2 separate regions of the Rattus norvegicus genome follow, and region 2 is linked to region 1. Evidence: chromatin contacts called from public Hi-C data. All regions are on one chromosome and are shown on one strand. The core of a region is the stretch at or near the end of the contact, and the rest is flanking DNA. Distances in the headings are between cores, read along the strand shown. Region 1 overlaps Bcl2 (BCL2, apoptosis regulator). Region 2 overlaps Bcl2 (BCL2, apoptosis regulator).

Region 1 (3,489 bases), core at 582-3,081:
CTTGCTGTATTCTAGGGACTGTACCAGACACCTAACATCATCTTATCTTATTTTATACCAATTTTACACAATCGTTTTAGTTATTCCTGCTCAGAAGGTAGCAATCTCACTTGCCTGTTGTAACAGGGGCTGTCAGCCATGGGGCAATTGTGAGGGCATGAGAAGGGCCAGGCATAACTGTCCAGATTGCAGGCTGCAGTTTTGATGGAGAGTCTAGGAATCCACTGAGTAGGGGGAGTTAGGGGTTAAGGAATGTGTTCAGGAAGTGGTAAAGTCCGGATTTGAACCCAGATCCTAGCCAATACCCTTCGCTCTGCCCTCTCTGACACTGGGGTTCGGGCTGGGTGCCACCAAGCCTAGCATTTCACACAATGCCGGGACCTAAAGCACACCTTTATGCTTGCGAGGTAAGTGCTTTACCAGCTGAGCCGTTTCCTCAGCCCTCACATTGTTTTGAGTTTGGCCTACTTTTTCCACATGCTTATTAATCTATTCCTTCTACATGTAATTGCCTCTGAGGATCCTGAGGTAGTCTTAAAGGGGAGGCTAAACACATGACTAAAGAAGTGCTCAGGCTGCTAAATCTCTATTTACCTGGCTATTTTTTCACGGGTGTGTAGTATCCTGTAATAGATTCTATAAACAACATTTTATGTTTCATGCTGAATTACGGCAATACTATGATATTCTTTTGCACATAAGGCGTTTAGCCATTCAATTATGAGAGAAAAAGTTCCCAGAACTCTATTGACAATGCGTCAACGTTGTTACCAATAATCATGAAGGGATTGTGCGGAACTGCCCTTGCCCCCTTGTTGCATGTAATATTAAAAAACAATCCACGCTATCGCAAGCTAGGCACAGGCTGGTGGTCTAGTCTGTTCCCAGCCGGGTACCAAGATGACATGTTTCCTCCTGTCAGTGTCTCTCCCACCAATGCTGGCTCTGTGTCTCCATGGCTCTGAAATCGCTCTCTCCTCCCCAAGGCTCTTTGCTGCCAAACCCGCTCAGCACTCCCAAATTTCCGCAGCTATTTGGGAGCACACTCTTGCCAACCCAATGCTCCTCTGTGGTTACCTTTCCCTGGAGCTCAGTTGAGTCGCCACAAAATGGAAAACACCAGACAATCTTAGTTTAGAATCAACGGATAACACAATCGCTGGTCAAGGAATCTAGCATCCTTAATTCACCAACTATTCTGTGTTAGAAACTTTCCTGTGGCGGATCCTGGTGGATTCTGAACTAACAGGCCCCAACCTACACCTTATCCACCTTGCTCCCACCTCCCAAAAGAAGCCCTCCTCCTCCTTTGGAGCTGGAAGGCCCACCTCCTTCTTCCCCCAGTGATTGGCTTCTTGTTTTCTTTATTATTTAATCAATTAGGGGAAACTTCCACTACACCCCCTCGTGACAGCCTTCTGACCAAAAGCACTGTTTGCAAAGTGGCCATGGTTCAAGGCTGTGGTTCATATAAAAGACAATATTGCCCCCACCCCAGGGATGGATGAAAATATCTGGTCCTCACTATTTGAGGCAAATGAGCTATTGGCCACTGTGGGTTGTTGGGGTGTTGCCATCCCATAAGACATGGACAGCTTCTACTAGGAATGATAATTCAGATCAGATACCAATGTCACTGAGGCTGAGAAGGTCTACTTTACAGGATACCCTCAGACCAAGGGCCACAGAAAAACAAGCGGCCCAGGTGAATGTCAATGATGTTGGCCACATTAGCAATGGACAGAGTTGCTGCCCCAACTCCGTCCATGTTGGGTAGCTCTGGTGGGGCTAGATTAACTTTTGCCAGGAGAGGGCGCAGATGATTTCTTTTTATGTATCTACTGTTGGGGATGTCTCAAATTGAGTTCCAGAAATGAGAGAGCAAAGGGTACAAATGAACTACACGCATAGTTCTCTCAGTTACAGATCAGGGTCCGCACTGATGATCCCTGAGGAAGTTGCCTTCCCTGGGCACGAGGAGGGACCACCTCACAGGTGGAGGTAGAAGAAAGACAGCTGCCACATCTAGTGGTCTTCTCCCACCTTTGTCATAGCCATGAGTGTGTGAGCCCCCTAAAGGCCCAGCCAAAGATATCCTAGTTCTTCAGGGCGTCTTTGACCCCAGGCTGTTTGTAAGTCAGCTTCCACTGAGAGGGTCAGGCTGTTGACTGAATCACTTCAGTTTTCTGTGGCAAAATCTAAAACCAATTAAGCCATTGGTCATGTGACCTTCCCAGTCATACAGCCATCCTGAGAAGGTGGCAGAAACAGAGACAATTCTGGGGGTGGGGGGAGTAGTTTCTTCCCAACTTGCCTAGTACATAGTGCTAGGGGACTGAACAAACGTCTCCCCCAGACTCCTCCCTTCCTGGGGCTGAGTAGTCCCTTCATTCCTTTACCATTTCTCACCAACAGTCTCAGGCAGCATCCCAAGGGCTATTTTCCAAGTGTATTGTAAAGAAAAACAGCTTTCTGAGTCAGGTGAGCTAAATTAGTACCTTCTGGCCAAAAGAGTAGGGGTGAGGCTTTGAAGCCCCAAGGGTCTAGAAAGGCCTCTGAACTTGCTGAAGGATCTGGGTGACACCTCAGCTCTGAAAATTTATTAGTTTTTGGTCTTAAGCAAATCATCCAACTCGGAACCTTATTTACATCCCCACGGTCATAGAATCGGTAGCTATGAAGAGTAGCACACGGTCCTTGAATTCATCCGTCAGTGTGGTTCAGAAGGAAGCAAACGCAGTGATCAGAACGTGCCCTGTTGTCTGCCCTTCATCTTGCCCTTTTGTAGCTTTGCACAACTCCACCTGCCTGTGCCCTCCTCTGGTAATGCCTACTTGCTCCGCACGGAAGCTGCTGTCCACCTCCCTAGGGAGCCAGCCTTAGATCTGAAGACTGAAGTGGGAGTAGCCATGTCTGCTTGTCCTGTGTAGATGGCTAACCCATTGGTTTGTCAAACAGGGTGGCGGTGAATCACTTAATTCCTGTAGATTGCACAAGGTCCCTAAGCCCTCTCTAATTCCAAAATGCAAGGGGACCCTGTGGACTTTGACCTGAACCTCTGAAGAGCCATTTCTACAGAGAATCTTGCTTTCTCCCACATCCCAGTAAGGGAGATTTCTGAACAGCCTGTCATTGTTCCTTCAAGTGCGAGGGCCATTCGAAATGCATATTTGCTTATTTTATGTATTAATAACGACCAAGGGGCTGGAGAGAGGGCTCAGTGGTTAGGACCATAAGCTGCTCTTGCAGGGGACCCAAGTTCAGGTCCCAGTACTCAAGTTGGGTGGCTCACAACTACCTACAAATCCAGCTCTTGGACATCACTGTCTATGGTCTCTGTGGGGATCTGTACTCAAGTGTGCACTCTTGCACCCACATACACATAATTCAAAATAAAATAGTTTCTTTATTTTTAAGCCACAAAGGTAGGAGAAAGAAGACCTAGGCCTTTGACACATGATTCTGGCTAAATCCCTGTCTATGTCCAGT
Region 2 (3,491 bases), core at 24-2,523, 82 kb after region 1:
ACCAAATTCACTATGTAGCTGAGGATGACCTTAAACTTCTGGTCCTCCTGCCTCTACAAATGCTAGGGTTAGAAGCATATATTATACTAATCAATTCATTCATAGAATGTGTAGATTGGGTTACTTATTCCCCATAGGAGCACCCAGATGTAACTGTGGGTGAAAAACTCAGCTAGAATTTTCAAACCAAGAGACCAGCAAAGTTAGCATGCTGTCCATAAAATATGGACATATGCACAATGTCAGCAGATACATATATATGTACCTGCTGTATGCATGTATACATGTATGTATGTATGTATGTATGCATGCATGCATGCATGCCTGGATGATGTGGTTAACTCTGTCACAGAGATTTCACAGCTTCAGCAATGGCTGTAGGTATGCTACAGAATCCACTTTTCCTAAGCTAAGACCCCTATGGGGTGAGGGTCACAAGAATTGTCAACAGTGAATGATTTCTGTACATCCTATGACCCAATATTAATTCAAGATCAAATGGGAAATGAATCATAGCGTTTTTGCAGTGTTCCTGTTTTGGTCACACCACAGCCTTGTTTCTGAACTCCCGTGTTCTTGGCAGCAGACATGATGCCACACCACACAATGTTAGAAGTACCTCAGCTTCAAGATCACAAGCTAATATCACTCTGTACACTCAATACTGTCTGCTTTTATAGAAACACTAGTAGTCTAATTATGGAAACAAAGACTTTTCATATTTTTCTACCATCACTCCTCAGTATATTTTGGTTTCTGTTATATCCACGCGTTTGATTTGTAAATTGCTATTTGAATTGCTGATTGCATTTTTCAGAATAGATCATTGCAGCAGCATACAGCGCACTCAGTTTACTGGTGAGTGAGGCCAGGGCCTTGTCACCCTAGGCAAACACAGCGCTGAGCCTCATCCCCAACCCAGCTCTGTGTATTGAACACTAGGGGGAGAGTCCTGGAGCCAGTGCAATCCTAGTCTCTCTGTTTGGGGGCCATTCCTTTTCCTTTTCTTTTAAAATCTGCAGCAGGAACTTCAGCGTCTTCCCCATGCAGAGGGTGTGAGGCTCACTCTCTTACTTGTCACTTTGCTCTTCAGTCCTCCATAAATACACAATGCCCAGTAGTGTCCATTAACCTATTTAATCTCCAACAATGCCATTACTCAGGGCCCTAGCCTACCCTCTCTCCTGTTCCATCTTGGGTTGCCTATAGACTGTTCTAGAAGGAGATCTAAGCCCCTGACGGTTTGAAGAAGCCAGTAATGGGCTCCATCCCGTCAGAGGAGTAAACAGGCTGTGGGAGTGGTCTGGACCAGGAGCCTCTCCCCGAAGCAGCACCACATGCACATTTGAAGCTGCAAATAAGAAGGAATTTTCTGGCGGAAGAAACTGCTAAATAGCAAGGTGGGTAACCATGGGAGGTCCCGGAATCTCCTCTCGAGATCTTTAAAACGACGATACAATCTCCCATGTCTGTGGTAATTTTCTGCAGTCCCGGCAGTCCCGACTAGAGACAGACGGAGGCGGTACCTCCTGGAGACTCCGCCCCAGGCCTGTGATCCGCCCCTTGCCTTCAGTTTGGGCTAAGCTCCTGAGGAGTCTTCCCAGGGAAGCTCTGGGATGCAGAGCAGGCTTGTTTACATCAGACTCTCTTCCTCACACCTCTTTCCTTGTTCTCAGATGGAAACTGGTCAAAGGTCAGGGTTGCCCAACTGCCCACACATAGTTTGGTCGTAGCATCAGACTCCGGCAAAACAAGAGGGTTGATTCTAATGTCTGTGCCTCTCCCCCAAGCTCAGAACCCGGGTGAGAACAGACAATTAGCTTTTGCTAGCAATCCATTCCAAATGAAAATATGATCCTGCTAATTGATTCTAAATAGATTTTTAAAAAGAATCCTTGGCCGCATTTCATCCTGAATACAGAGTTTCAAAAGTGTTCATTCCAGGGTTGGTTTTCCCCCCTTTCTTCTGGCTTAAACCCCAAATGGCCAAGATCCCAGTCTGAATAAACAGTGTGGGTGGTGACTGTTCTGTGGGGCCCAGTAGAGGATACAATCACTTTCCTTCTCTGCTCAGCATTAAATCATGTAAAACTAGCTGGGGACGTCCATAACCTCCTCACCAAGGAACCAAGGGGCCGTGTAACGTGTATTCTTTGCCCAAGGAGGGATGGAGCAGAAAAGGATTTCTCCTGGCTGTGAGCATTTGATTATGCAGAGAGTTCGTTGACCTCACAGGCAGCTGTCAGATGATCTTGCTAAGGCCTGTGAATGGTATCCCAGGAATGCAGTGATGTGGGCAGAAACCCAGTGAGTTCATGCCACCAAGTGCTTTCAATGGGAGGAATGAGTGGCTGACCAGAATGCCTCCGGTGGGAACAGAACCAGAGGATAATCAGTAATTCAATATCACCTAAGCATTGCGGGATCTTCAAAAGTGATCCCTGGAAATCAAAAACTCAGGACGAGCCCTGTAGGCTGGTGAGGGGGTTGGGAGGCAGGGCAATGGGAGGGTGAGTGGGGAAGTCAGCAGGGTTACTGCTGCGGCAGGCTGCAAAGACCGGCAGTTTCAGCCTTCCCTCCCTGTGTAAGCGGTAATGTTTTCTAACTTCCCTGCCTCTGACACCAGAGGAAATGGGGAAGCAACCCATTCATAAATACTCCGTGGAGCTTGAAGGGGACAGTGGGGCCTCTGTGTACTTAGACAGTTTTGATATAATGCAGCCCTATATGTGTAAGCAGTAAGTGCACTCCTTGTCAGTAAGTGCCCTGAAATGCTTCTCATGCAAAGAGGGCTGCTTTGCTCTTCTCCCTTTCACTCTATCTGGGGCAGCCTCTGTTCTACAGGCAACTGGGCTATGGAGAGCATGGGAAAGTATGGGACCACACTGGGCTCTGCTTCTGGGTAAAAAGAGATGGTGGCTTCCCAGTCAGTGCAGTCAGATGGCTAATGGCAGGGCTTCTCTGACTCCAAGGAACTTGCACTGCTTGGGCTTGATGCTTCTTCAAACACCTCTCTTACCTTATTGAGTATTTGATAGTTTCTTTCAGTAGCTTTCTCACAAATGCACTCACTTTACCAAAGTATTATGCTTTGCCTGGGTAAATACTTCACAGTCACATCTTAAGTCAAGACTGTGTTGCGTTAGCTCTGGCCCCTTTGGTGTATAGAGAATTAGTGGCTGGAGCTTAGCCAACAGTTCTGATATCCGCTGGAAGCAGAACTGAAGGAATCTTGTCTCACTTTGAAAGTAACCTGATGTTCTAAAGTCCCTTACCATATCAGTCACCTAATTTGAATGTATGGCATCTGTCTATACTCATGTCAACATAGTGAGTGTTTCCAAGGCACAGGACGGAGGCTGGGGACGTAGCTCAGTGGTAGAGCGTTGCCTGGCATTCACAAAGTCTTGGGTTTGATACTCAGTATCAATTCTAGAAACTGAGTGCGGTGTTATTATATACCTGTAATCCCAGAATTTTGGAGGCAGGAG

Evidence for each region. A called contact is a pair of places that touch in the nucleus more often than the background predicts.
Region 2: a Hi-C map of the A7r5 cell line shows a contact between it and region 1, with 2.5 times the contacts expected there. The contact joins two enhancer-like sites. A contact is called at or near these places in 6 of 12 Hi-C or Micro-C datasets (the A7r5 cell line, the Rat2 cell line, Schwann cells and 3 more).

What each region holds. Positions count from the first base shown.
Region 1 is chr13:23,205,535-23,209,023 of GRCr8, forward strand. The region is part of intron 1 of Bcl2 (BCL2, apoptosis regulator); the gene reads right to left. Among named protein-coding and RNA genes, the nearest start is that of Bcl2, 160 kb to the right of the region's middle. Within about 2 kb of position 1,832, at least 6 of the 93 cell types and tissues checked have an H3K27ac peak or open chromatin away from gene starts, as enhancers often do. A contact at or near this core is called in the A7r5 cell line, where this site is marked.
Region 2 is chr13:23,288,153-23,291,643 of GRCr8, forward strand. All of the region lies in intron 1 of Bcl2 (BCL2, apoptosis regulator), which reads right to left. LOC134481474 (a long non-coding RNA gene) reads right to left here. Exons shown (of 2, transcript XR_010056970.1): 2 at 1-3,491. Among named protein-coding and RNA genes, the nearest start is that of Bcl2, 77 kb to the right of the region's middle. Within about 2 kb of position 1,274, at least 66 of the 93 cell types and tissues checked have an H3K27ac peak or open chromatin away from gene starts, as enhancers often do. A contact at or near this core is called in the A7r5 cell line, where this site is marked.